Regions from separate parts of the Mus musculus genome. Here all the other regions are linked to region 1. A link is a contact called in public Hi-C and HiChIP or PLAC-seq data. All regions are on one chromosome and are shown on one strand. Each heading gives the region's core, a stretch centred on a gene start, on an enhancer-like site or on the middle of the called end of the contact. The rest is flanking DNA. Distances are from core to core; before and after follow the strand shown. Region 1 has its middle 34 kb from the start of Gm29676. Region 2 has its middle 5.7 kb from the start of Gm40930. Region 3 has its middle 8.1 kb from the start of Gm47792.

Region 1 (4,829 bases), core at 2,012-4,511:
TGGCTTTGGATTGTCCTATTGTCTGCACTTGAATCTGGATTTGGTGGCCAGCATCTGCTGCTCTTCTCTCAAGAACTGGAGGCCCATCTATTCGCACGATTTTTCAGGAGGACATTTGGAACCATACCATCTGTGAAAGCAAGCAATTAATCTCTGACAGCAACACATCTCCCTGTTGATGGGCAGGGCTGAAAAGATGTATCTGAGATTCTGCTGTAAATCAGAACATAGGGAGAGGCAGAAGAGAAAGTGATCGCACACCCGGCTTTAAAAACATGCATTGCTCCAAGTTCTCAAAATGTGACCTCCACTGCTGCCTGGTGTCCAGCCGAGTGTGTGCGAGCAAAACAAAGCCAGATGCGGTTGATTGGCTCCAAAGTTACATGGCTGGTTTCCCTGATGCATTTATTTTCTCTAAATGGGCTTCTTCAGTTTCATCCACTCTGCGGCTTAGGGATTCGGCCGCAATCGAAGGAGCAGGAAATAGAGAATTGGGTTGAGTGGTAGGTAATACAGCCATGGGTAAAGGCAGCCGCAATCCAATAGGTCTGCTGGTTTCCAGTGTCTAACCACAAATGCTCATCAAGGTGGTGACTCTCTCTAAAGTTGCCATGTCCAAACGTTTCCATCAGCTGGCTTCCCACAGGATAGCATTAACTCTGAAAGATGCCGTGTTCCCAGTTAGGAATTGGAATCAGGCTTCTACTGGGCATTTGTACTGCTCCCCTTCTGAACTTACCAAGGTGCTCACCAAGGAAGCAGAAAACCCCCACACGTGACACCACCTATTTCCCTAGTCAGATGCAATCTTGCTTCTGGCAGAAACAGAATGTGGCTTCGGCTCTATGTGTTCACCTGATTGCCATTAACAGGTTGCTTAGTCATATATATGACACAGCAAAGCCGTATTAGCTACTTGACTGGCTGGTCACTATGACCAAGTTCCTGACCAGAAGCAATCCATGGCAGGAAGAGTTGCTTTTAGTCCATTGTTTGAGAACTTCTTGACTATCAGGGCAGGAAAGCACAGTGGTGGGTGGCTCTGTGATAACAGAAGCAAGTAGCCAGGACGCCTTACATCTGAGTGGAAGAAGAGGTCTGAATGGTGGACTGTAGCATGCAGTTTTTGCTACCCTGCTTTAAGCCCCAGGCAGACCACTCTACTGGCTCCACCCAGGTTCTTTCAGATCTGTGGATGAAACACAGACACAGACACACACAGACACACACAGACACACACAGACACACACAGACACACAATTGCTCAGTTAACTTTAGTCCCAGCTCAGCATCCTAAATCTGCCCTCAGCTTAGTAATGTTTCTAACCTCCTCCCTGGAGAAGCAGCCTACAGTCTCTGTGTCACCTTTTCTCCTTCTGAAGCATAGCCAAATTCTCCCTTCCTCCCCAGTGACTCTTAACCTGCCTCTGGGGACCCAGAAGTCCTGCCTCTTTCCTTCTGCCCAGCAATTAGCCCCGAGCATCTTTATTGATCATTCACGAACCAATTGGGGAATAGGATCTTAACATCAGAACCACCCTCTACAGTGGAACTTGGCTGGCTTTCTCCTTTTTCCCTTTTCTTGTCTTGGGATTCCAGCCAACGGCATGGTGTTGCCCAGCTTAGGGTGGGCCTTCCTTCCTCAGTTAGATCTTTCTGGAAACGTCCTCATTGACATGACCAAAGATGTACCCCCTCGGTGATGTCAACTTAGTCAAGGTGGCAGTCGGAACGCACCATTCCAGACTGCAACTGAGCACTTGCTGGAAGCCATTGCAAATGAGTCTCTGATCATGCACAGAAACCTGTCTTGCATGAAGCTGTGTGTGCCCCGTATGTGCTCGTTTCTTATGTATGCAGGACATTGACTGGCAACAGAAAGCCAGCGTTGTAGCCCTGTTGAGACCAGAATCCTAGTTCTATAAATCCCCGAGGGGTCCTCCACTGAGATTTAATTTAATTTTTAAGTCTTGGCAAATGGGATGCTGTATGTTTGGGTAGACTCGCATCGTTTAAAAGGTTCTTGCAGTTTAGATCTTGCGTGTAATTTGTTACATTAGCTCTGGGCAAAAATATTTGCTTTTTGGTCCTTTGTGGTTTGGGTTCCTCCTCAATACTGACCTGGCATGCTAGAGAAGGCAGAGCTGTGGAAACGAGCCATGGGGAAGGGGAGGGAGGTGTCGGCGAGCCCGTGCAGTAAAGCTTGTTGCTAATGGCAGCTTGGTAGACTGTAGGAGCGGGCACGTGATTTTCCTGGCTCGCTTGACAGTTCTTGTGTATTTTGGATCTTACCCTGTTGAGAGCAGGAAACCGAAGCAGCTTGGATGAGGCCCTTTAAACTCAAATGGAAGTTGGGAAAATGTTCCTCCCAATACATTAGATTAAGTGAGAGTGGGGATTTTGTTGTTGTTTAAAGTGAAATTCACCCTGTTTTTATGAGTCCTGACAATATAAAGGTTGGCTGTCTTTAACATGAACAGACCCACAATGAGTTATTCTAATTGAGAATTTGGCTATCTTCTTGGATTCTAAACCTGTGAGCACTGGGTAATATTCCACCACTAAGGGCTTACTCCTATATCTGTGGAGACAAGAATGAGGCAGATACCATGCCCCATTTTATTAGAGCAATTACAGAAAAAAAAATCCAGTCCTTCTCCATCATTCATAGTCCAATAATGGAAAATTCTAGAAAGAACTAAAAAAATTTTTTTTTTATTTCACATTGATAGGGATCATATTCTGGGTCTAGTGAATGCCAGGCATTCAACCCCAGATCTATACCCCCCAGGATCAACTTGTAAGCTTTTTCTCCTCTCCTCTCCTCTCCTCTCCTCTCCTCTCCTCTCCTCTCCTCTCCTCTCCTCTCCTCTCCTCTCCTCTCCTCTCCTCTCCTCTCCTCTCCTCCCCTCCCCTCCCCTCCCCTCCCCTCCTCTCCCCTCCCCTTTCCTCCTCTCCTCCTTTTCTTCTTCCTCCTCCTCCTTCTCTCTCTTTCTCTCTCTCCCTCTCTCTTTCTTTTTCTCTTTGAGACAGGGTTTCTCTGCGTTGCTCTAGCTGTCCTGGAACTTGCTCTGTGGAACAGGCTGGCCTTGAACTCAGAGCTTCTCCTGCCTCAGCCTCTCAGTGCTGGGATTAAAGGTATGCACCATGCCCGGCTCAATTCATCAGCTTTGTATTGTGCATTTATTGAGCAGCATAACAAAAATCCCACGTGTCCTGCCTGAGACAGGAAGTCTCCTTTGCTCAGTGTACCCTCTCTGTGTGAGCTTCCTGCCTGATTGCCATTGGGTAGCTGCCTCTGTTCTCACATTCACACTCTAGGTGCTGCAGAGCCTGAGCTCAAATGAGTCTTATTTTACTTAATAATGTTCCCAGAGCACAAGCTAGGGATGTCGGTAATTCAGATATGTCAGCGTTTCCTTCAAGAGAAACTGAAAGTACAGGAAAATAGTTTGAGAAAGATGAGGTCACTGAGACCCAAGGTCACATTGGATGCATGTGACAAATGTAACGTTTCTTCCTGTGGTGATTCTTGCAGGGGTATCTGGGTATTCTGGGCATTGCCTTGAGGTTAAATAGTAGCCACAGTGATTTTAGACCTGCTCCTTTCTACGGCACAGCATCAGCCTCAGAACAACAGCACAGAATGTTTTATAGCCAGCTTTGATCCATAACTGTAGAGGAAAGGGGAAGCTAAAATACTCCTTGCTAGCTGTCACTCAGAGAGCCAATGTGGTCCTTGTGAGCAGGCAGATCCTCTGCAGGGACATACCTCTGCCTTGGGCCCTGGTAGCAAAACCTTCTCTTCTTGTTATCTCACCCTAGGTGACATAGTGGCTTCTTGGCATTGCTTATCTATGGGTCGGTTTGAGTTCCATAAGGGTTTATACAACTCAAAACTGTATGCCTCTACGATATATATGTGTATGTGTGCTTTGATATGCGTGTTAACTGTGCATTGATAAATCTAGCTAACTAATAGATGTATGACCTCACGTGCTAAGGGTTTCGATAGCTTGTGTCTAATATTTTTCAATACCTCTGCAGCACCATGCCATGTATGAGATACTGGCTTGTCCAGCCAGAAGACTCCTCAGGTACAGCTCCGTCCCTTATTTTTACTGATTAATTAATTAATTAGTTCCTGAAGTGGGTACTGACTTTTCCAAAGTCAACAAGTTTCTGGTGGGGAGGGCAGACAGAGGAGACATTTCACAGATGTGTGCAGATAAGTACTATAGCACCTTATCTACTGTATCATATGACACCGATTGGATACATAAAAATTGAAGTATTGATTTCCCAGTGAGCCTTCTCATTGCTGGGCCTTCGTCTTCAAGCAGACATTTTATATTGAGTGGACAGAAACGTTAATTAAGTAATGCAACTCATGTTTATTGATTGTTACTAAGGGCAAGGCTCAATGCTGTGTGCTCTGGGAAGGACACACATGGATAGAGAATGAGCCGTGTTCTCAGGACCTTCTCTCTCAAGGAAGAAATTGGAAGTATTTTATCAAGGATTCTGTGCATGTCAAGTTTTCTGTGATTACACAGAACACTGCGGTCTCCACGTGATGCATGTAAGTAGTGTGTACCTCACACATGGAAAAGCAGAAAGCAGCTTCTATAGGCAGAGTTAGAGGAAATCCCACAGAGTGAGTGGCATTTCATTGACCTGAAACGAGCAGATATTTGGCCACCTTTACCTGGTAGGAAAGAGTTAGGATCAAAGGTGAGGAAGGACACAGTGAGTGGCTGAGAGGGACTGGAAAGCTGTTTGGTCAGATGTGGAGAAATCAATTTGGGTAACTGTGAGACATCACCGTT
Region 2 (4,248 bases), core at 1,240-3,739, 210 kb before region 1:
TTTTCTTTTCTTTCTTTCTTTCTTTCTTTTTTTTTTTTTTTTTTTTTTTTTTTTTTTTTTTTTTTTTTTTTTTTTTTTTTTTTTGAGGCAGGTTTCTCTGTATAGCCCTGGCTGTCCTGGAACTCACTTTGTAGACCAGGCTGGCCTCAAACTCTAAAATCCGCCTGCCTCTGCCTCCCGAGTGCTGGGATTAAAGGCATGCACCACCACCACGCCTGGCTTGGGGTTTTCAACGGTGCTTTGCTTGCTCAGAATTCGTGTGGCCCTGGGCTCCATCCTCGGCCACCAAAATGAACATGTTTGTATAATGAGTGGTTATCGTGTAAAGTCATACGGCAAGCTCTGCAGTTTCCTACAAACTTCTATCCGTCTGTTTTTGCGTCTTTAGGTGGCTCTCGAGTTATTACCACAGTGAAAATCATGTGCTTGTTTTCTGACTTTATTATTCACATGTATGGTCATCTTCTTGTCAGCATGAACCTTCTTGTCTCATTTGTTTATTTCTGTCAGTAGAGAGTTAGGGGTTACCTTTCCTTCAATGGTTTATAATCGGTAACTCCCTTTATTTATTTGGTTGTTCAAATTATCCATACTCCATAGATATGACTCCCATCCAGGTGGTTCCTGCTGAGTTTTCATAAGTCTATAGGCCTTGTGATCATTTGCATCCAGAAGGATCTGTACTTTTGAAGACAATGGCTGGCTGTTTGGACAAATAGTCATGAGTGTGTAACCGCCATGACCATAGCCAAGATGGGGAATGAGTCTATCGGCTGAGAGACTGTCCCTGAGTCTCAGGAAGACCAGTCTCCTCCGTGGAAATCCTGGTTCTGGTTGTCAGTGCTTCCACTCTTGTCTCCAGCTTTACCCTTTCAGAGTGGTTTTGATGACATTTTAGCTCAGTGCTAGAGCCCTTGGCATAGCGTGCTGAAAGAAAGGCGCAGATTCGATCGCTCCTCAGCACTGAGAAAAAAATGGGAAGAGAAGGGAGGTGGGAGTGGGGTTAGGGTTAGGGTTAGGGTTGGGGTTGGGGGTGAGGATATGATTGGGTGCCAAGATCCAACATACTTCACTTAAACATCGGAACTGCACGATACACAGTTGCTGTAGCATGATATGGATATGTGTTCTCTGGACCCTGCTGTCTGGGGATGCTCTGTCACAGGACACAGGTCGGCAGAGGAAAGTGTTCTTCCCAGTCCCTATTCCTGGGCATTTGGTGGTGGTTCCTAGCGGCTTCTGGACCCCACCTGCCCTTCAGAATCTCCAGGGTGGGCTGGCTTATACTCTTCTAATTAGAAAGGATTTCTTTCCCCAGGTATGGCAGAAGGAGGTAGTAAGAGCTACTGGGAGACTTATCTTAGTGAAGAGATAAGAACAATCTCAAATTACTACATTGACTTCCTGTAAATAGATGCTTCTAAAGGGCTGACAATAGCTTCAAAAGTTAAAAAGTAGCTAAAAAACGCCCCTTTGTAAGCCCTCTCCCCAAACTTAAGCAAGCTCCTACTGAGTTTCTTCTTTCTTTTCTACAAAGGTGTTTATCAAATTACTTTTCACATATTCTGAAAAACAACCAAACCAAATCAAATCAAACTACCACCAAGAACAAAAAGAAACTTGAGAATGTCCTCTGTTGGACTTAAAAAAAAATGTAGCAATTCCTGGACTCTTAAGTTAAAGAGTGAAAAGCATTGCTAAAGTCAAGCCGTTACCATTATTCACAAGGATATGTGACTCAACCCGTCATACCTTTCATGGATAAAAGATTTAAACAAAGATCTGGCTGTGATACTGGGGGAGTCATAGTTTTGAAGGGCTCTAGTTTTTGTAGAACTTTGACTGATATCTTTTGATAACCCCACTTTTCTCTGACAGTTGATACAGCTCTTTTTTGGACGGGGGGAATGTTGTTTTTGTAATTTGCATGTTGACAGGACTGCTGGAATACAGACTATGCAATTCTGTTTGCAATGCAAAAGTATATTAGGCAACATTAGGAAATCATAAAACAATGTCTTGCAAATTGCCTTAGAACTAAGATAGGGACTCTGTGATATGTTGATGTATGACGTTCATATATAATATAAAGTATATAGTATATAATTATAGCATATATATGTGCATATATGCCATACATATACATATGTTGGGGAGAGGGTCAGTGAGAACAAGGTGTGTGTACTGACTGGTTTTGTGTGTTAATTTGACACGGGCTGGAGTTATCATAGAGAAAGGAGCTTCAGTTGGGAAAGAGCCTCTAGGAGATCCAGCTATAAGGCATTTTCTTGGTTGGTGATCATGGGGGAGGGCCCACTGTGGGTCCCTGGGCTGGTAGTCTTGGGTTCTATAAGAAAGCAAGCTGAGCAAGCCAGGGGAAGCAAGCCAGTAAGAAACATCCCTCTGTGGCCTCTGTATCAGCTCCTGCTTCCTGATCTGCTTGAGTTACAGTCCCGACTCCTTTGATTAAACAGCAATGTGGAAGTGTAAGCTGACTAAACCCTTTCCTCTCAACTTGCTTCTTGGTCATGATGTTTTATGCAGGAATAGAAACCCTGACTAAGACAGTGTGAAAATACCATAATAATTTCCATGACTTTGTACACTAATTTTAAAAACTAATTAAAAATTCCTCCTGTTATTTTCTTAGTCTTTTGGGGTGGACATATCAGAATATGTGAAAGTGGAAGCTTTGTTCATTTATTCTTTAGTGTGAGTCTGTGTGTGTGTGTGTGTGTGTGCACACTCATGCATGCGGGCATGCACATGCGTGTAGGGGGTGGGGCTAGAGGGGCAACCTTTCGAGTCATTCCTCAGGCATCAAGCCATTCCTCTTGCTTGATTTTTGAGGTCTCATTGGCTTGGGCTCCATGGCTAGGCTAGGTTTGTCTGCAATTCCTTAGCACAGGGCTTCTAAATGTGGGTTCTGGGGTTGAACTTGGATCCTCATGTCTTCTTGGTAAGCACTGTACCGACTGAGCCATTTCCCCAGCACAAAACTGTGTGACAGATTTTTTTTTTTCACTGCTTTGGGGCTGGGAAGTCTGGGGCCTTGCTTATCTGATCTCTGGTGATGGTGCCTGGTTGCTATACAGAGCTGTCCCCTAACAAGGAAGAAGAACGAAGGGCAGAAGGAGCCTAGGAAGGGGTGCCACTCTGCTCACAGGACATCATCACTTCTTAAAGTGCCCCATGGATAAAGACGTTCCAACACAGAATGCTGACATTCAGACCATAACTTGCGACTACTAGGAAACCCAATGACAACTTTTGATGCCATCTTGGGCCTGGCCAAGCAAGCTCTCCAGAAGGTTCATCTTTTGCATTCCACGCTTTTCGTGTTGTCGGTTAGCTTGAAGATGCGGTGATGTAACGTATTCACATGGAAACTTTTGGTCATTAGAGACACAGATGGTTTCTGGCGTGTGGAAAAGAGCACCAGGGAGTGTGTACCTTTACAACCTCTGGCTCACTACCCAGTGTGACTTCTACCAGAGGAAACTTTGCACACCTGCTTTGACTGACGGCACACTTTGGGACTTTGGATTCTCCTCTGAAACAGCTCTACCATTGTGACTGCTTCCTTTCGGATAAGTACCACACATTCATTTATTTATTCCTTTAGAGTCAAGGCTTTCCTGTGTAGCCCCAGCTGGCCTCAGAGCAGAGCTTTCCAGTCTCCCCGGATCCATGGTATCGTCATCGGCGTGTATCAATGTATTAGCATGCCTGGTTCCCATTAACTTTAATCCATGCTTTGCCCCGTCAAATGTTAGCTTTTAAAACTTTTTGAAATGCTATGTCTTGTTTATTTCATCTTCAGTATTTAGATAACTGTGCTGGTTTTGATTATAAGAGACTTTTGACCCGAGAGTTTATTTTTGAGACAGGTCCTTGCTCTGTATACCCCACTGGCTTCCAGCTTGCAGCCCCCTTGCCTCTGCTTTCTGAGTGCTGGGATTATAGGCATGCATAGCTATTTCCAGCTTTCTGGTCTCTCCTTACTGCAATTGCAAACCCTATGAGTTAAATACTCTTTTCATATGTGACCATAGGTTTTCAAGCTGCTCTTTACTGTAGGCCATGCTATTCTACATGAATAATGTGTATAAACTCTTCTAATCCTACTTATGATCGCCATGATGAAATGGCAAAAGTAAGGCACAAATAATTTAACTAAAGTCTAGCCACACAGTAGGTGGCGAAACGGCGTCCAAAAGTGACCGATCCGGAGCCAGCCTCTTCACC
Region 3 (4,524 bases), core at 586-3,085, 230 kb before region 1:
CTGTGGGCCGAGTATACTTGCCTACTTAGTATGTTAGTGATTCTCCTGTGCTCACCTCGCCCACACAGTGACTGTAGTTGCATTCTTTAGTCCAGTACTTCATGGGTCAACAGGACCCATGAGGGCTTTTCCTTACTTAGCCATTAGGCACCAGAGAACAGTCAGGTTGGAAGCCAAGCGCTAAAGTTTCCAGGATTTGGCCATTCAGTTCCTCTTGGGATCCTGTCGTTTGAACCTGACTCTTGGCCATGCACAAAAGGGATATTTTATCTTCCTTTGGCCCTTTCTTTACGGTTTTGTCTGTACTGTTGGCAGTGGGTGCTTACCTTTTGGCAATATCTGCATTTGGGTGTTTTAACATGTCTTTTACTCCTATCCTGCCCAACTGATAGGTAATCAATTGTGAGGTTAGCAAAGAATGCCATACCTGCAAGAGGTGAGAACCCTTCCATCCCCTGCCCCTGCCTCTCGACAGGGCTCTTGCCATGTGACCTGGTCTGATGTGGTACTTACTATGTAGCCGAGGTTGACCTCAAGCTTTTGTTGATCTTTCTAAGCCCTGAGTATGTGTCGCCACACCTTACCTGGAAGAAAGTCTTAAAGGGAGATTTCTGGATTCCCGGGTTGACTTGATATTTAGAGAAGGCACGAGACTCATCCTGTTCTGTTCTTGCATTTTTATAAAAGGGTAAATGTCGTGTTGATGTGGGTGACGATGTGCCTCCTTCTCTCAGCATTTGAAACAGACGGCTTTTCCTTGGAGGACAGTTCAGAATCTCCCTGCATGGCAGTCCCTCGGGGGTGGGATGGGAGATGATCATAGCTGATTGTCACACATGACACCGGATACTGTATTAAATGCTATATCAAGGCAGCATTATCGTTTGGTTCCATTTTTGATGTGCTGATTAAGTCAAAGAGTCTAAAGTTGATTCTGAAATGTTTTGAATGTTTCTTTAGCACTGTTCTCTATTTAAAACTATTTCTCTTTCTCCTCCTCCTCTCTTTCCTCCTCCTCTTCCTTCTTCTCCTTATTTTATTATTATTTTTTTGAAGACAGTCTCGCTATGTAGCTCCGGCTGGCCGGTGGGGAGCAAACTCTGGGTTCTCGACCTTTAGCATTTTGAGAAATTCACCCATAATGCTTCTCTCCACTTTCTGGTATTTGTTTTCACAGTTGCTCTCTGTTTATGGCAGGCAACCCTGGGTTTTGATTCAGCATTTGTGTCAAGAGTTTTAACATAAGAATGAAGATTTTAGAAAAATGAATTGACTTAATGAGAGTAAGCAATGGATAGAATTTGAAGTGGTGGGGATTTCGTAGGTGTTCTGCTGATGTGTGCAGGGGAGCATGGGATGCGATGGTCCTCGTTCTTCTCCTATTGCCTAATTATAGCATCCTCTTGTCATTCATCCTCCCCCCCCAATCTTATGGGGGTATTTCCCACTTTGCCCGGCTTGATTTACTCTCTGTTCCTCTTTTTTTCTCTCCACCAGTTTCTACTGCTGGGGGATTTCCTTCTGTGAGGAGAGGACTTACCCCTATATGAGGTATGTCCTTTCTTTCTTTCTTTCTTTTTTTTTTTTTGGTTTTTTGAGACAGGGTTTCTCTATGTAGCCCTGGCTGTCCTGGAACTCACTCTGTAGACCAGGCTGGCCTTGAACTCAGAAATCCACCTGTCTCTGCCTCCCGAGTGCTGGGATTAAAGGCGTGCGCCACCACACCCGGCTTAATGTCCTTTCTTTTGCAATCTGTTTGCTTGTTGTCTAGTTCGTTATGGTGTGCTAGAGTGAATGAGATCTGTATAGCAGTGGGGTCAGGCATGCTCTCTTTGCTTGGTCTGATCATTTTAATCATTTCTTCTAGCTTCTGGTCTCGGTGTAGATCACTTTCTTTTCCTCTGTGTAACTGGTTGCCCCGCCCCCCTGTCCCCCTGCTGCTAGGGTCCAGGGGGTGGACTCTGATTCATCTCAGCATTTCGTACAGAACCCAGTGAATATACAGTATGGCTCACAATCCGAGTAATGTCTCAGCCTCGGAATTCAGAGTCATGTGAAGAACAGGAGAATCCATGAAGACACAGGTGGAGCCAGGCCCTGGACTCAATCAACCAATCAATAGACACAGGTAGAGGTTATAGACACACAGAAAGACAGACACAGACAGACAGACACATGCACGCACGCAGGCACGCACTCCCCTACGTGTAAGAAAAACAAACAAACAAACAAAAAAACCCCTCAGTACTGGTATTTGCCATTCCCAACTTTAACTAATGGCAGTACTGTGAGAGAGGAGGGCTTACTGATTAACATTGGAAGCCAAGCTATGGATGCGACTGACTGCTCTGTCCTAACTCTGTGGGCTGTTGTAGTCTGAGAGCTGCTCGCCGATCCCACTTGACATACACCAGCATGTGTGTTCTTTCTCTGCTATCCTGTATTTCTGCCCACATTGCTGGGCTTAAGAAAATGTGTGTTTGTAAGCTACGCAAGACCTAGGCTGTCTCCTGTTGAATCGGATTCTCATTAAGAAAAAAAGAAAGAAAGAAAGAAAGAAAGAAAGAAAGAAAGAAAGAGAATGGGGGAGGGGCAGTAAGCAAATAGGAAATCCAGGGACCATTCTATATATTTTTTTTTAGACCAATGCTTATTTTCTTGGCAGGCAAATGCTTTTTTCTCACCTTTTGACGTACTCCTAATGGTCCCATTAAAATACATTTAGCCTTTTCTCCCTCCTCCGTCTGCCAGCACTCCCCATCATGTGGTGAATGTCAGACAGGTTTTAAGTTCCGAAGAGCAGAGAACAGGCTGAGTTGGAACAGGATCATATGTCCTCCTCCCACCCCCTAGAAATGTGCACCCTCTCCATTTTATTGTGCAGTGTTCAGTTGCAGCTGGACCTGGAGGTGCTGGGATAACAGGAAGATGTCACTGACGCTCAAGTCTGTCTGATGCTGAGGATGGGTTCCTAAGAGGATGTCTCTTCCACTAGGAGTCCTTTGCAGCACAGGATCTGGACTGTTGTTTTTAGATGTTCCCTCGTGGCCCTGTATAGATGATCACCAACATTCCTTCCATTTCTCTGAGTAGGTGATTTTCTATGGTGACTAGGGGTGAGGGGTGGTAGTGGTGGTGCTACGGAGCACCTCAAATTCCCTTCCCCATCTCCTGGAGTGACACAAGATTCCTTACAGGAAACTGCCTTTCTCTGCCTGTGGGAAGGAGTGCTGCATCTTGTGGTTTTTGAGGTTCTAGCAGCCAAGGAGGGGCTTACAAGGCTGCCGGGCCAAGCAGGCAAGAAGGGGTCCGGTACCCTTCTCTCTCTTCTGAAGACCTTCCAAGGGTAGAAACCAAACCCAGGCTCTGACTCAGAGAATTGTGGATGGTCAAAAGATGTTCATTATGATAGCTATGATGGGGACCTACAGAAGCACCCAGAGAGGAGCCTGGTCCAGGGACGAGCAAGAGGAAGCCTGGAGTCAGATGCTCCTATGTTGATGCCTTGGAGCAGAGGAGGGGGGCAGTCTACCCTCTAAAGCAGTGGGTCTCAACATGTGAGTCATGACCCCTTAGGGGCAGAACAACCCTTTCACGGGGGTCACCTAAGACCATCGGAAAACACAGATTTTTACATTGTGATTCATAACTGTAGTACAACCAATTTATGCTTAGCTCTGACTAGCTTACAAATAAATGAGACTTAGACTAAGGTTATTTTATTTGGCTTTTACAATTACTGAGAGATAACCCCTAAACTACTCTTCTAGATGTTGGCCTGGCCGCCTCCCCAGCAGTATACCCCAGATACTTGCTGTTTCTCCTGGCCATGTGCTTATGGTCTGTCTTCCTTCATGGTAGCTTCCTCTCTTCCTATTGGAACAGAAGCCATCATGGCTAGTTGACTCATGAAAACGTAGCACAGAGGACTGGCCAGTTGGGGTTAAGAGCAGCTCAGATGAAATATAGTAAAGTAATAACTTGGTTATGCATAGGAAAGTAGATTTTAGTAGCATAGAGGGTAGATAACTGGCCCTCTCTTGTGCTATTTAAGGCTTATTGTAAATAATAAAAGTTGTGTGTCTTTCATCTGGAAACTAAATGATCAAGGCTAGAAACCCTGAATTGGGATTAAAAATTTTGACAACATAGAACTATAGCAAAATTGCAGTTATGAAGGAACAGCAAAAATTATTTTATGTTGGGGGTCACCACCACATGGGTGACTGTATTAGAAGGTCAAAGCGCCGGTTGTGGTGGCACACACCAGTAGGATTTGCTGAAGGAGGCAGAGGCAGGAGGATCACAAGTTCAAGGCCAGCCTGGGCTACACATTTTTTTAAAAAGCCGGGTGTGTGATGCACGCCTTTAATCCCAGCACTTGGGAGGCAGAGGCAGGCAGATTTCTGAGTTCGAGGCCAGCCTGGTCTACAAAATGAGTTCCAGGACAGTCAGGACTACACAGAGAAACCTGTCTCGAAAAATAAGAGTAAATAAATAAAATAAAATAAAATAAAATAAAAT

What was found. Hi-C and Micro-C count contacts between places; a contact is called where the count stands out from the background. HiChIP or PLAC-seq counts read pairs in DNA pulled down with a chosen protein or histone mark.
Region 2: an H3K4me3 HiChIP or PLAC-seq map of bone marrow-derived macrophages shows a contact between it and region 1, with 5 times the contacts expected there. The contact joins two enhancer-like sites. A contact is called at or near these places in 1 of 15 datasets of contacts at CTCF or cohesin (CD8 T cells), 11 of 484 Hi-C or Micro-C datasets (bone marrow-derived macrophages, cerebellum, granulocyte-monocyte progenitors and 4 more), 4 of 115 datasets of contacts at active chromatin or transcription factors (bone marrow-derived macrophages, memory CD8 T cells and regulatory T cells) and 1 of 9 other capture datasets (macrophages).
Region 3: a contact with region 1 is called in a Hi-C map of bone marrow-derived macrophages, with 25 read pairs. The contact joins two enhancer-like sites. A contact is called at or near these places in 1 of 15 datasets of contacts at CTCF or cohesin (CD8 T cells), 8 of 484 Hi-C or Micro-C datasets (bone marrow-derived macrophages, granulocyte-monocyte progenitors, muscle stem cells and 3 more), 4 of 115 datasets of contacts at active chromatin or transcription factors (bone marrow-derived macrophages, memory CD8 T cells and regulatory T cells) and 2 of 9 other capture datasets (embryonic stem cells and macrophages).

Annotation. Positions count from the first base shown.
Region 1 is chr13:44,291,328-44,296,156 of GRCm38.p6, reverse strand. No RefSeq gene overlaps it. Among named protein-coding and RNA genes, the nearest start is that of Gm29676, 34 kb to the right of the region's middle. Within about 2 kb of position 3,261, at least 50 of the 459 cell types and tissues checked have an H3K27ac peak or open chromatin away from gene starts, as enhancers often do. A contact at or near this core is called in bone marrow-derived macrophages, where this site is marked.
Region 2 is chr13:44,496,817-44,501,064 of GRCm38.p6, reverse strand. No RefSeq gene overlaps it. Among named protein-coding and RNA genes, the nearest start is that of Gm40930, 5.7 kb to the left of the region's middle. Within about 2 kb of position 2,489, at least 6 of the 459 cell types and tissues checked have an H3K27ac peak or open chromatin away from gene starts, as enhancers often do. A contact at or near this core is called in bone marrow-derived macrophages, where this site is marked.
Region 3 is chr13:44,515,327-44,519,850 of GRCm38.p6, reverse strand. No RefSeq gene overlaps it. Among named protein-coding and RNA genes, the nearest start is that of Gm47792, 8.1 kb to the right of the region's middle. Within about 2 kb of position 1,835, at least 22 of the 459 cell types and tissues checked have an H3K27ac peak or open chromatin away from gene starts, as enhancers often do. A contact at or near this core is called in bone marrow-derived macrophages, where this site is marked.